4 separate regions of the Mus musculus genome follow, and all the other regions are linked to region 2. The links are chromatin contacts, called in public promoter capture Hi-C maps. All regions are on one chromosome and are shown on one strand. Each heading gives the region's core, a stretch centred on a gene start, on an enhancer-like site or on the middle of the called end of the contact. The rest is flanking DNA. Distances are from core to core; before and after follow the strand shown.

What was found. Promoter capture Hi-C pulls out the DNA fragments that hold promoters and counts their contacts.
Region 1: a promoter capture Hi-C map of fetal liver shows a contact between it and region 2, with 2.5 times the contacts expected there. The contact joins the enhancer-like site here to the promoter of Nars2 in region 2. A contact is called at or near these places in 10 of 39 promoter capture datasets (the 3T3-L1 cell line, 3T3-L1-derived adipocytes, the C10 cell line and 7 more), 2 of 484 Hi-C or Micro-C datasets (the G1E-ER4 cell line and myocytes), 2 of 115 datasets of contacts at active chromatin or transcription factors (acute myeloid leukemia and bone marrow-derived macrophages) and 2 of 9 other capture datasets (adipose tissue and macrophages).
Region 3: a contact with region 2 is called in a promoter capture Hi-C map of erythroid cells, with 2.5 times the contacts expected there. The contact joins the enhancer-like site here to the promoter of Nars2 in region 2. A contact is called at or near these places in 5 of 39 promoter capture datasets (embryonic stem cells, erythroid cells, fetal liver and 1 more), 2 of 484 Hi-C or Micro-C datasets (the HPC-7 cell line and erythroblasts) and 1 of 9 other capture datasets (macrophages).
Region 4: a promoter capture Hi-C map of the C10 cell line shows a contact between it and region 2. The contact joins the enhancer-like site here to the promoter of Nars2 in region 2. A contact is called at or near these places in 4 of 39 promoter capture datasets (the C10 cell line, the HPC-7 cell line, macrophages and 1 more), 1 of 484 Hi-C or Micro-C datasets (nephron progenitors), 1 of 115 datasets of contacts at active chromatin or transcription factors (bone marrow-derived macrophages) and 1 of 9 other capture datasets (macrophages).

The regions. Positions count from the first base shown.
Region 1 is chr7:97,182,108-97,185,232 of GRCm38.p6, forward strand. All of the region lies in intron 1 of Gab2 (growth factor receptor bound protein 2-associated protein 2), which reads left to right. Among named protein-coding and RNA genes, the nearest start is that of Gab2, 100 kb to the left of the region's middle. Within about 2 kb of position 1,559, at least 38 of the 459 cell types and tissues checked have an H3K27ac peak or open chromatin away from gene starts, as enhancers often do. A contact at or near this core is called in the G1E-ER4 cell line, the HPC-7 cell line, acute myeloid leukemia and 2 more, where this site is marked.
Region 2 is chr7:96,950,179-96,953,338 of GRCm38.p6, forward strand. Nars2 (asparaginyl-tRNA synthetase 2 (mitochondrial)(putative)) reads left to right here and starts at 1,349. Exons shown (of 14, transcript NM_153591.4): 1 at 1,349-1,766. The coding sequence starts at 1,626.
Region 3 is chr7:96,777,348-96,780,458 of GRCm38.p6, forward strand. Tenm4 (teneurin transmembrane protein 4) reads left to right here. Exons shown (of 33, transcript NM_001310762.1): 16 at 472-672. Among named protein-coding and RNA genes, the nearest start is that of Gm15413, 23 kb to the right of the region's middle. Within about 2 kb of position 1,529, at least 8 of the 459 cell types and tissues checked have an H3K27ac peak or open chromatin away from gene starts, as enhancers often do. A contact at or near this core is called in erythroblasts, erythroid cells and fetal liver, where this site is marked.
Region 4 is chr7:97,149,697-97,152,580 of GRCm38.p6, forward strand. The region is part of intron 1 of Gab2 (growth factor receptor bound protein 2-associated protein 2); the gene reads left to right. Among named protein-coding and RNA genes, the nearest start is that of Gab2, 69 kb to the left of the region's middle. Within about 2 kb of position 1,580, at least 10 of the 459 cell types and tissues checked have an H3K27ac peak or open chromatin away from gene starts, as enhancers often do.

The DNA of each region.
Region 1 (3,125 bases), core at 309-2,808, 230 kb after region 2:
CTCTTATTATCTTCTCTCTCTTCTTTGCACCCAGTGCAGCCTAAGCCACCATGGGTTTTCACTGAGATCATAGATACCTCAAAGTTGATTTACCTAGTCCTAGTCTCACTCTTGAGCTTTTCATACAGCAGAGTGATCTTCCCAGAACACAAACCCAGTTACAGCATTCTTCTATTATGCTATCCTTAGAATAGAGTACAAATTTCTTAACCTCTTCTGGCCTTTTCTAGCTCCTTCAAAACATACTGTTTTCCTCTTTATTACAATAAGGATCATGCTTTATCATGATTATTTGTTTCTACTTTATAATTCTGCTTTATATTAGTCTGTGAGGTCCCAGACCTTATTGGTTGCTGTTTTATCCTCAGCACAGTGCCTTGAATCCAAAGGAGTACTGAATGTGTAAGTTCATGCATTTTAATAATACCTCTTGACAAATTAATATAAGGTTTCTAAAGTCAGTCTTTCCTAAGTGCAGCTAATCATATAAGTAAATTATATTTATAGTACATCTTCTTTACATTGTGGAAAAGTTTCTAATTTTTATCATACTTGCTTCTGTCAAGAGCCATAACATCAATATTATGTTCTTTACTCTCTCTCTCTCTCTCTCTCTCTCTCTCTCTCTCTCTCTGTGTGTGTGTGTGTGTGTGTGTGTGTGTGTGTGTGTGTGTGTGTGTGTGTGTGGAGTGGAGTGAGTGGAGTGAAATGTATTTGTTTGGATACATGTAGAGGCCCAAAGTCAATATTAAGTATACTTCTTGATTCCAACAATATTTTTTAGATAGTCTCTTATTGAACCTGGGGATTCAGTGATTCAGCTAGTCTAGTTGGCCAGTGACCCCTAGTGATCTTCCTTTTCTGGAAAAGTTACAGACTTGTGCCATCATACCCAGCTTTTATATGGGTGCCAGGAGTCTGAACTCAGATTTTCATGCTTATAGCACAAGCACTTTACTGATCCAGCCAACTTTTCAGCCCCAAACATTCTAAAGCTTGAGGGTAAGTTAGAAAGGGATATCCATGAGGGAGAAAAATATAGAACAGAAACTACCATGTTTTCTCCCTAAATGTGTTACAATAAAGATTTTTATGTGTATGTCATTTTTTTCTTTTGAATTATTTCCTTAATACCAGTTGTTGGAAATAATAAATGTTGAGTAAAAGGAGAAGTGAACATCTTTAAAAATCTTGAAATAACTAGATTATTTTTCAAGCACAGTGTACCAACAGATAGCCTTGAACAACATGAAAGAATTTCTTTTTAAATCTCACTTTCCACTCCGGAAGTCATTAAATTCTTTTGCTGGTTATAGAAAAACAATCCTTCCCATTCCTCTTAGTTAATACTAGATCTTTTCCCATCTTATCTGCCGACAGCTCCTTCTGCAGGAGCATCCTGACCCTTGTAGACTGTCAGAAGTGAACTTCTGTGGCCCCTGGAGCATAGCATCTCTGTTGTGCATGAGTGGAGAGGGGAGGGATGGAGAGAAGGCATAACACAAACCATGCCATTGTTAGGGATGAGGTCGCTGGGATAATGCTGTGAGAAGGGATGAAAGAATGATTCTCCATTCTTGATTGTTGTGATTTCCAAGAATGAGACGGCAGCTCCCGCCCAGGGAGGAATGGATCTTCACTGCAACCAGATGCTTCTTTTCCCAGTGCTGCTTCCCATTATTTCTGAAAATGGGGTGGAGGACAGCACAGCAGCTGAGACAGATTAACTGCTATGCCAGTTTCCTTCCTTTGAGTGAAAGCCCTAGATCAGAAGCATTCACAATTAGAAAAAAAAAAAAAAAACTCTTTAGAAATAAGAGTATGGCTCAAGGTTCACAGAGTGTAGGAGCCAACCTTCTGGAGTTTGCACCCAACTCCTGCCTTTGTGTAAGCTGCTGAAGCACAAAGAGCTTTCTTTCTGATTTTCCATTGTTCCTACCTTCATTTGGTCTTTCTGTTGTTTCTGCGCTGTGGTAACAGCCATCTGCATTCCTTAATTTATCTTTGACTGCACTCTTGCCAACATGGTCTTTCTATCATTCATCTTATCATTCTGCTGTCTGTCTGAAGCAAGTTGTCTTTGGCTTATCTGCTGCCACTCCCCTCCTGCTGCTGTGTTAGTTCCCACTCTTGTGACCATAAGCCTCATAAGTGCTCTTTTAACCACCATACCTTTCAGGAACTACTTCCTTCCTAAGACTTCATGGCTGTCATACAAGTTCACACATGCCATTTGATAAGGAAATGGGGGCTCTGCAGATGGATCAAAGATGGCTTAATAATTTTTATCAGCATACAAATATAGTCTTACTTTCAGAAATTTAAAAAATGTATGGCGTGGCCTCTTCCCACCAGCAACTGCAGTGTAGTTGAAACAAGATACAACATTTTAATAGGCTCTTTACATTTTGGTTTTCTGTATATCATGTAATCCCTGACAACATTTGGTGAGTGACAAGAGAAACTTTATCTCATTTTTAGGATTAGGAGTCCAGAAAAACTGAGGGATTTGCCTAAGGTCACATAGCTAACCTGAGATCAAACTGGCATTTTTACCTAGGTGCTTAAAGAAGCAAGATGTTTAACCACTTCATCAACTGAATTAGTTCATCTGTAAATTAAGGTAGCAACTAGTCCCACCTCCTAATTGCCATGAGTGTTTAAAAACCAATACTGGGGAGTGTGGTGTAGTATTGACACATCACGGAAGTTCTCAGATGCCAGTGGTTATCTTCATATGTCATGTTTTTGTCACTGTAGTAACATACTTTCTGGGTATTATTTCTTTGGGGGAAAGTGTAGCAAGTACCAACATTGTGTTTCTTCCCTGGATTGCTGTGATATTAGTGACTGGCCTGCTTTACTTGGAAGTCCTGTGTCAAGTGCCTTAGTGATACCAGCCTGATTCTCAATGGTTCTTTTTAATACTGCCTCCCCTTCAAGCTTTATACATTTGTGGGTGAATTACATTGAACTTGATATACTTAAATCTTGAAGCCAAATAAGTCAGAAAATGCCTCAGATGAAAGTCCAAGCTCATGGTTTCAGGGCTTTTAGTCCATGCTTACTTACTGTTGACTTTGGGCCTTGTAGTGAGACAAAACAAAAGCATGGCATTTGTGGTT
Region 2 (3,160 bases), core at 99-2,598:
AAAGCAAATCAGAAGATAGAATTTAACACAGTAAAGGATAAACGGGAGCAGTTGGGTCTGAGCACAAAGCTTGCAGGCAGTGATCAGCTTTCACTACACACTTTAGATTACCCACTGCTAATTTCCCATTTTACCCACTGGGGTCCCTTTCCCTTGAGTTACTGAACAATGGTTCTCTGCTTAGTTTCCTAATTAACCCTTTGCCTTAAGTAGAGGAAGATAGTCTCCCTGAGACTTAGCAGAGCAAAGAGGAGGAAGAAAGATGAGACAGAAGAATTAACCTGAAGAGAAATTGAGCTTGCTGGTTGCTGGTTTCACTTTTTTTTTTGGGGGGGGTATCGAATATACTTTTATACTTTAAGATATAAGCTATCTCTACATATTTGGAAGGCTACAAGTTTTTGATTTTTCCTTTCTCAAGGTTCCAGAAGTGCCCCAAAGTATTTTTATTGGAGATATTTTCAAGTCTGTCCAGAGAAGAGTTTTACAATTCTTTCAGGCCATTTTCCTTCCCAGCAGATTTTCCTGTCCTCCTCTTACAGGAAAATTTCTGACATTCTCATCTGGAAAAATTCTAACCTTCCTCAAACTCAGCCTAATTATCTCTTTCTCTGGGTCGCCACTCCACTTACCACACACATATCTATGTGTGCTCTTGCTGGGTATAATGTGATGGTTTCTCTCGGTTTCTGTCTCACTGTCTCTTTGTCTGTCTCTGTGTCTCTATCTCTCCCTCTCTGTCTCTGTTCCCCAACCAACATCTTTTCATCATAAGCTCCTTGATGAACAGGACTATGTATGGTGTCTCATCGTGGCAACTTAATTAGTCCTTATTTTGACCTTTTCTTGTTTAACTAGATAAAAGCATTATCATGTGTCTCACTGAGTTACGAAAAAATATTTTTGTGTAAACTTAAAATGTAGCTGAATATATGCAAAGGCCATTTTTTTCTTTTCAAACAAATGCAAGTAAGAGAAAAGATTTGCCCATTCTGGCAGGCAAAGCTCCTTTTTAAGCAACGAATTGTTTGGCTACCACCCAACAGTGACTTCAGCAGGTACTACGTCTGGAGACTGACTTCCCAGAGCTCAGAACTCCTCTCCACCCCTAAGACTCTGCACAGACACTTGCCTTCTGCATCTGTCAATACTGCCCACAAGTATTCCTCAGTCTCCCTAGAGATGACCCAACAGTAGCTATTTCTGAGAAACCTGAGACAGCCCTTGCGCCTTAGCCCCGCCCACCTCAGCTCCTGCACCGCCCCTACCGGTGCGGCGCCTCACGAGCTCCCGGACACAATCACGCATGCTCAGACTCCACCCAGCGTGATGACGGAAGAGCGAGCACGGGGTGACGTAGCTCAGTTGCAACGTGCTTTAAGTCTGGGTCTGCACTCCGGTCCCATGTACGGTGTGACACTGACCGCTGTGTTCCGTGTAGTCGAACCTTCTGTGCTTTCGGGAGCGGGACGCGGAGGTGGGGTCCCGTGGGAACTGCTCGGGGCGCGGAGGGAAGAGCGACAGGAGCGCATGACGGCAGGACTGCGCGGCTGAAAAAGGCTGCTCTCGGGGACTGTGAGCCGGGACGTAGCCCGGCATCCCGTGGAACCCTGTCCGGTCTCGCCATGCTCGGGGCCCGGCGCCTGCTCGGCGCGCTGCGCCTCTGTTCCTCCGTTTCCTGCCCCAGGCCCCGCGCGTCTGCCAAAATGCGCGTGCGGGACGCCCTCAGGGTCCAGGACGCGAGAGGGGAGTGCGTAACGGTGCAGGTGGGTGTGTGGAAAGACTGCTGCCTGAGCTTGCTTGACTTGAGCTGTCTCCAGAGTCTACACTTCTGGGACCGCACTGTTATTTTTGCAAATCGTTCTGACGATCACAAGTGCAGCAGCTGAGTTTTCATGACACCTAGGGGTTTCTTGTAAACACTTTAATCATGCGGAAAAGTTGAAATGAACACTCCCTTATTTATTTATTTATTTATTTAGTTTTATAGTAATAACTTGGGATGCTTTGCCCTAGTTCCTTGAGAACAGAAATTCTGTCTTTCCTTTTTTCCTGTTCACCTGGCTGGCAGGAAATAGTGGTTCCAGGTGTGTCCAGCCTTTTGACATTGCAACATGAGGTCTCCACCTACCAAGTTCATACTTGAGTTACCGCCTCTACCCTCCAGTTAAAAAGTCTCAAAGTTTACGAGTCCGTGTTGGGCTGCATTCATAGCTATCCTCAGTTGCTCACTGCGGCTCATTGTACACAAGTTGGACACAGGAGAATCCATACCTTTTCAATTTCAGTCACTCAGGCTCCTGAGATTTCCATGTATTTAAACTAGGAGAAAGAGCAGAATGTTGTAGTTTGACAAGCTAAGGGCTGCAGTTGCCTTGGCTTAATTCGCTTGCCCTACTATGTAGCTTGTTACTTATAGGCATGTCACGACAGTGCCTCAGGCCCCAGTTTCTCTTATGAAAATGGAGATAATAGTCTATATTTTGGAGAGTTCTGAAAATTAAACGGGTTAATGAAGACAGGCTATTTAGAACAGAGGCCTCTCAGTCAGTGTTAGATGCTGTTATTTGTGACAGCTTTGAATAAATTCCTAAAAGCACAGAAAGAGTAAGACTGGTGCTTGGCTGTTTCCTCTTGAATTACTGAAATAAACTAATAGGTCTTACCCATATTCCTGATATCTGGCACTATGACCAAGCTGTTCTTCCTTGCATTTCTTTGGGTTTATTACTTGTTCCATGATCCCAATCAAAAGTTATCAAAACTGTTTGCTGTACTCTTTGTACCTTGATTTGTGTGATGAACAAAAGAAGAGTCAAAGATGAACTGAACCTACTACGGAGGTAACAGACCTTTTATTTGGGTGCTTAGTGGTATAATATGGAAACTGCTAGTCAACTTGTGGCTCTGAGCACCTGAGTGTGTTTCAACTGCATGGAGGTGTGTTGTAAGAGTAAAATATATAATAACTTTGAGGAGTAAGGAAATATAAAAATATAAATATATTCAAAAATAAAAATATGTTTATATTGTTTACATGTGAATGATATTCAGAGTATAATTGAATAGCATGTTATTCATTACCTATTTTTACTTTTAATGTAAGGACAAATCTTTTTAAAGATTAATTTTATCTTGTATTTGTGTATGTGTGTCTGCA
Region 3 (3,111 bases), core at 279-2,778, 170 kb before region 2:
AGCATCTTGCTCTTAGTCGACTTGTATATACATACAACACACACAGAGAGAGATGTGCTCACTCACACACATGTGCACAATTGGGTGCATACACACATACGCATTAGAGGAAAATCCTTTCTGATCGATTTTATCTGTGTGTCCTTCTGAACCCTAGTTCCCCCATCTGAGACTCCTCCTCCCTCGTTGCAGTTTTTGCAAACATGGTAGGCTCTGGGTGCCATGCTGATGCTTGTTGGACATTAATACTCAGTTTACCTCACAAGCCAAAGGGCAGGGACTTGTAGCCACATTTTTCAGGTGACGAAACAGTCTTGGAGAACTGGGAACTCAGGTCCACCATTCACTGAAATCCTACTCTTTACTGAACCTGTTACCTCCCCTAGTGGACAGATTAACAGTGTTGTCCTTCCCAAGAGTCTCACACTGCTGTCCCAATACTCACTGTACCATCTTCCTTCCCTGTCACAGTGGACTGCATGGACCCCACATGTTCCAGCAGGGGTGTCTGTGTCAGAGGCGAGTGCCACTGCTCTGTGGGATGGGGAGGCACCAACTGCGAGACACCCAGGGCCACATGCTTGGACCAGTGCTCAGGCCACGGAACCTTCCTCCCAGACACAGGACTTTGCAACTGTGACCCAAGCTGGACTGGACACGACTGTTCCATTGGTAAATACCGGGGAAAGGGTTGGCGAGGGTGGAGGGTGGGTTCGACTGTTACAATTTAACCTTTCAGCACTGGTGGGGGTGTGGCCCTAACTGCAAACTCCTCCTGCTGTGGACTCATTTCCTCTTCCTTGCCCTTACATTCTAATCTTTGATGCCTTTCCTCTTGGTGAGCAGATAATTTAAAAACTTACACCCTCCCCTTGTTCAGCCTTGGGATTCTAAACTGTGTTGTACTGGGCATTTCTGCATAGCTCTAACCAGAATGATGAGAGAATGAATTCAAGGAGGAAAGATTCGTGTCGGATCACAGTTTTTCAGAAAGTTCTTTCCAGGATTGCTTAGGGCATGCCATCTTTTGTAGAGCAAGAGCCAGGAGGGAGGAGGCGGGGATACTCACAGGGTGTGTCCACAGTGGCAGTGTTGATTACTTGCCTGGTTGTTGTGACAAAATACATAGTCAGGGAGCCTGAAGAAGAAGTGAGGACAGGCTATAAACCCCCAGGCCCACCCACAATGACACACTACTTCCATTAAGGCTCTACCTCTTAGAGGCCCCACAACCTGCTCAAATAGCACAACTAGCTAGGGGCACAGGATGCTAACACCTGTGCCTTTGGCAGACACATTCAAACCATAGCAGTGACCTGCTGCCTCCAGCTGTGTTCCAGCTCTCCAGGCTTCCAGAACATCCCAAAGTATCATCACCAGATAAGGGCAAAGCGTGTAGCATAAGAGCCTGTGAGGAACATTCAATGTGAAATGATAGCAAGTGTCGTTTATCAACACTGACAGTAGCGCCTATGATTCCAGATGTGTTTTACTGAGACTTATCTAGTGCAAGGCCACAAGGGGGCCTGAGAGAGCTACAAGAATAGGGGTCATGGGGAAGCACCTGCCCTGCCAGGCTGTCCTTTTAGCTCTGTCCTTTCCTCAGAATGAAAGATGAGCTCAGTATGGATTTTAAGGTCCTCTGAAATCTGCCCCCCAATTCTTTTCTGGCTTAGTGCTTATACTGGACAGCAATTACCATGGTTATGCTGTAGCAAGTGTGTCTGTTAGTGGATACAATCCCAGGACTCAACATAGGCCTGGCCTACTACACCTGCTTGGTAAAGACAGATGGACAGAAGGATAGATAATGAATGGACAGACAGGCAGATGGATGGATGGATAGATAATGAATGGACAGACAGACGGATGAATGGATAGATGGATGGGCAGGCAGACAGCCACATGATAGGGCATCCGGTTCTACAAAGAATAATACATTACCAACCTTCTCTCTATAAGCACCGCCCTGTTTAGACCCGCAAAAGAGGATTAAATGAGAACACACTTGGACTACCTTGTACAGTATTGTTACCAGTAGGCTTTATACACATCTAACAAGTCATTTACTCAATACAAACCCCTTGAAAGAAACTAATCAGCATCCCCCTTTCCAATTCACACCACACTTTAGCACACCTACTGTGTAATGGGTACGATTTTTAGCTAGATATGACAGAGAGATAGGAAAGTGCCCGCTTGGCAGTGCACGAATTCTGCGAAGTGGAGAAAGGAGACTTACCTCAAATCACTGTCCAACCAACCGCTCCACACTGCAAAGCTCAAACCAGCTCATTATGGTATAGATTAACAGTTCTGATCATGATCAAGAGAGATGGCTTTGACCTTTTTCTAAAATGAGACCCATGCCGCATTCATGCCTTTAGAATACCTTGAATTACCTTTCGTGCTGAATGGAGAATTGCTGTTCAATGCACTGTCTAAATTGGACTTTTATCCCTGTTTGCAAAGCTCACGTAAAGACATGATTGTGAGCACAGATGTGCAGAGTCTCAGGAATAATTCTCTTTATATAGCTCTGTTTATTGCAATATAATAAATGGTCCTCTTAAAGCCACGCTGCCTTGTATTGTTCATTATGTGGCCGAAAAGCTAATTTACGATGGGTCTATAACCCGAGTCTTGCACTGTTAAACCCCAATGAAACTCCACAGCCGGGGGGAGGTAGAGATAGCTTCAGCTGAGCTTTCTGAGTGCTCTTCAGTTGTCTGTGAATACAATGATGACAAACCCGAGAGAAGGGGGTTAGAGAGATGGCTCAGTAGGCAAATGCTGTGCAAGCATGAGGATTTGAAGCCAATCCCCAGCACTCCTGTAAAATGCCAGGTGCTACATTATGAATCTGTAACCCCAGCACTGGGCGGGGGGAGGGGGCGTGGGGGGGGGGGCTGGAGAGGGAGGGCATAGACAGGTGAATCCCAAGGGCACTCTAGCCAGCCAGTGCAGCAGAATCAGTGAGCTCCAGGTCCAGTTAGAAATTGCGTCTCAAAAACTAAATGTTGAAAGCCATCAAGGGAGAAAGACAATATTGATCTCTGACCTCTGTATTCATTCTCATGCTTGTGTGTGTGTACTACCTCCACACCTGTG
Region 4 (2,884 bases), core at 330-2,829, 200 kb after region 2:
GATTGGGTACCTCATTCAGGATGATATCCTCCAGATCCATCCATTTGCCTAAGAATTTCATGAATTCATTGTTTTTAATTGCTGAGTAGTACTCCATTGTGTAAATGTATCACATTTTCTGTATCCATTCCTCTGTTGAGGGACATCTGGGTTCTTTCCAGGAAAATCAAATAACCCTATTTTAAAAATGGGGTACACAGAAACAAAGAATTCTCTGAGGAATACGGAATGTCTGAGAAGCACTTAAAGAAATGTTCAACATCCTTAATCATCAGGGAAATGCAAATCAAAACAGCCCTGAGATTCCACCTCACACCAGTCAGAATGGCTAAGATCAAAAATTCATGTGACAGCAGATGCTGTCGAGGATGTGGAGAAAGAAGAGCACTCCTCCATTGTTGGTGGGATTGCAAGCTGTTACAACCACTCTGGAAATCAGTCTGGCGGTTCCTCGGAAAATTGGACATAGTACTACTGGAAGATCCAGCAATTCCTATCCTGGGCATATACCCAGAAGATGTTCCAACTGGTAATAAGGACACATGTTCCACTATGTTCATAGCAGCCTTATTTATCATAGCCAGAAGCTCTACAGTTATCTTACATCCTTGAAAAATCAGCATGATAATATTTTTAAAGTTAAATTTTAGGACTGTGTTGTTTGATTTATTAAAGTTGGTTTTCTTTGCTCTAGAAGGGACAATTCTAAGGTTCTGAAGTGTATGGAACAGTTGATGTGTAGTTTTTGTATGTTTTGATTCTTTGAGCTCTCTTAAGTAATTTTCCCTTACATATAAGAAAACATTTTTTAAACCATTTTAAAAAATCAGCTCTGTTTTGTATTTGCTTTGTTAACATGTAATTTATGCTAAACTCCCACATACTTTCAATTTTCTAAAGTACCCTAGAGAAGCATTTGAAACTTGCTTCACTACTCTCTGTTGGAAGAGACTTTCTGTGATGGTTTTGTATGTTCTGAACCTGTCCTTTGAAAATGTTGAGGATGTTGTGGATAATGATCTGATGCTAATATATGGATAGAGCAGAGGCAAGAATCCAATTGGAGTTAGCCTTCCATATTTTCCTCCACTCTCTCTTTCTTATTGGAGTCTTTTTATATAACAGAAGGATAGGGCTGAGAGTAGGAGGATCAAGCTCCTGAGGTCATTTGGTCCGATCTCAATTATTTCCACTGACATTTTAGAATCTGCTGTACTGGAGCATTGCTGTTCTTTATGGATGAAGACACCGAAACTTGTGAGCTGCAAGTTATTTCCACACTGTCGCATATTCACAGCAAAGACTATGCTTGACGTAGGCTTTACCTATTCCAGGGGAGAATTGCCCTTACACTAAAATATTAAGTTCACTCCCATTCTTCAACGAATCTCCACCTCAGGACTCTAATTTTGTGATTGTGAAATATCCTAAGAGCATTTTGTCTTTGAAAATGAGCCAGAACTTGGAGGGTTAACAAAAAATGAAACAGTGAGTGGGGAGTTCTTTTCTCCTCTCCTCAACTAAAGGGCTGCTGGGCTATTTCACTTGCACCACATGTGTTCCATTACGGTATAATGATGTAATTACCAGTAATACTGCTTCTGCTTGAGTAGTGATGGAGAGGCAGCATTAAGGAAAAGACCAGCCCAGTTCTCTCCTAAGAGCCCACTTCAGTCTATTAGATTGAAGATGCTGGAAGGCGAATGGCTTCAGCAGAGGAAAAGGTCAGATTTAAAAGCTTTTCTGGGCTTGGCATTTATTATTGCCTTTTTGACCTTCAGAAAAGTCCCTTGTGTGTTTGTCCTTGATTTTTGCCTTTCCCATTAGTACTTGAAAGCTGTATTGCTGGCCAGACCCAGTCTTTGGCATAGGTAGTTTACTCTGTAGTGTTGTTATTCAAGAAGACATAGCCCCCATCCAGATCAGATCACCTGTTCAGTTACCTTTCCTGACTCTCTTCTAGTGTATTCTTCACACTCTTATTTTATTTATCAGCAACACACACACACCTCTACCTCCACAGACATAATTAGAATATAAAATAAAAAAGATGGGGCACTCCTTAGAATTGGGAACAAAACACCCATGGAAGGAGTTACAGAGACAAAGTTTGGAGCTGAGATGAAAGGATGGACCATGTAGAGACTGCCATATCCAGGGATCCACCCCATAATCAGCATCCAAACGCTGACACCATTGCATACACTAGCAAGATTTTATCGAAAGGACCCAGATGTAGCTGTCTCTTGTGAGACTATGCCGGGGCCTAGCAAACACAGAAGTGGATGCTCACAGTCAGCTAATGGATGGATCACAGGGCTCCCAATGGAGGAGCTAGAGAAAGAACCCAAGGAGCTAAAGGGATCTTCAACCCTATAGGTGGAACAACATTATGAACTAACCAGTACCCCGGAGCTCTTGACTCTAGCTGCATATGTATCAAAAGATGGCCTAGTCGGCCATCACTGGAAAGAGAGGCCCATTGGACTTACAAACTTTATATGCCCCAGAACAGGGGAACGCCAGGGCCAAAAAGGGGGAGTGGGCGGGTAGGGGAGTGGGGGTGGGTGGGTATGGGGGACTTTTGGTATAGCATTGGAAATGTAAATGAGCTAAATACCTAATAAAAATGGAAAAAAAAGATGGGGCACGTTGTGCAAATCACTTAACCTTCCTATAAACTTCCTTGAAAGCATGGCTCCTGCTACCTGATGATTATGAGGAGTTATTAATGGTCTCTGGAACATAACAGACCTTCTACATTATTTCCCCCATTAGAGAGTTGCTGTCATTCTTTCAACAATATCCAGGCCCAGGCTCTAGAAGAACACAAGCAAATTTCACTTATTTCAGCTCTTCTCATAGTGCCAGCTTGAGGTTAAAA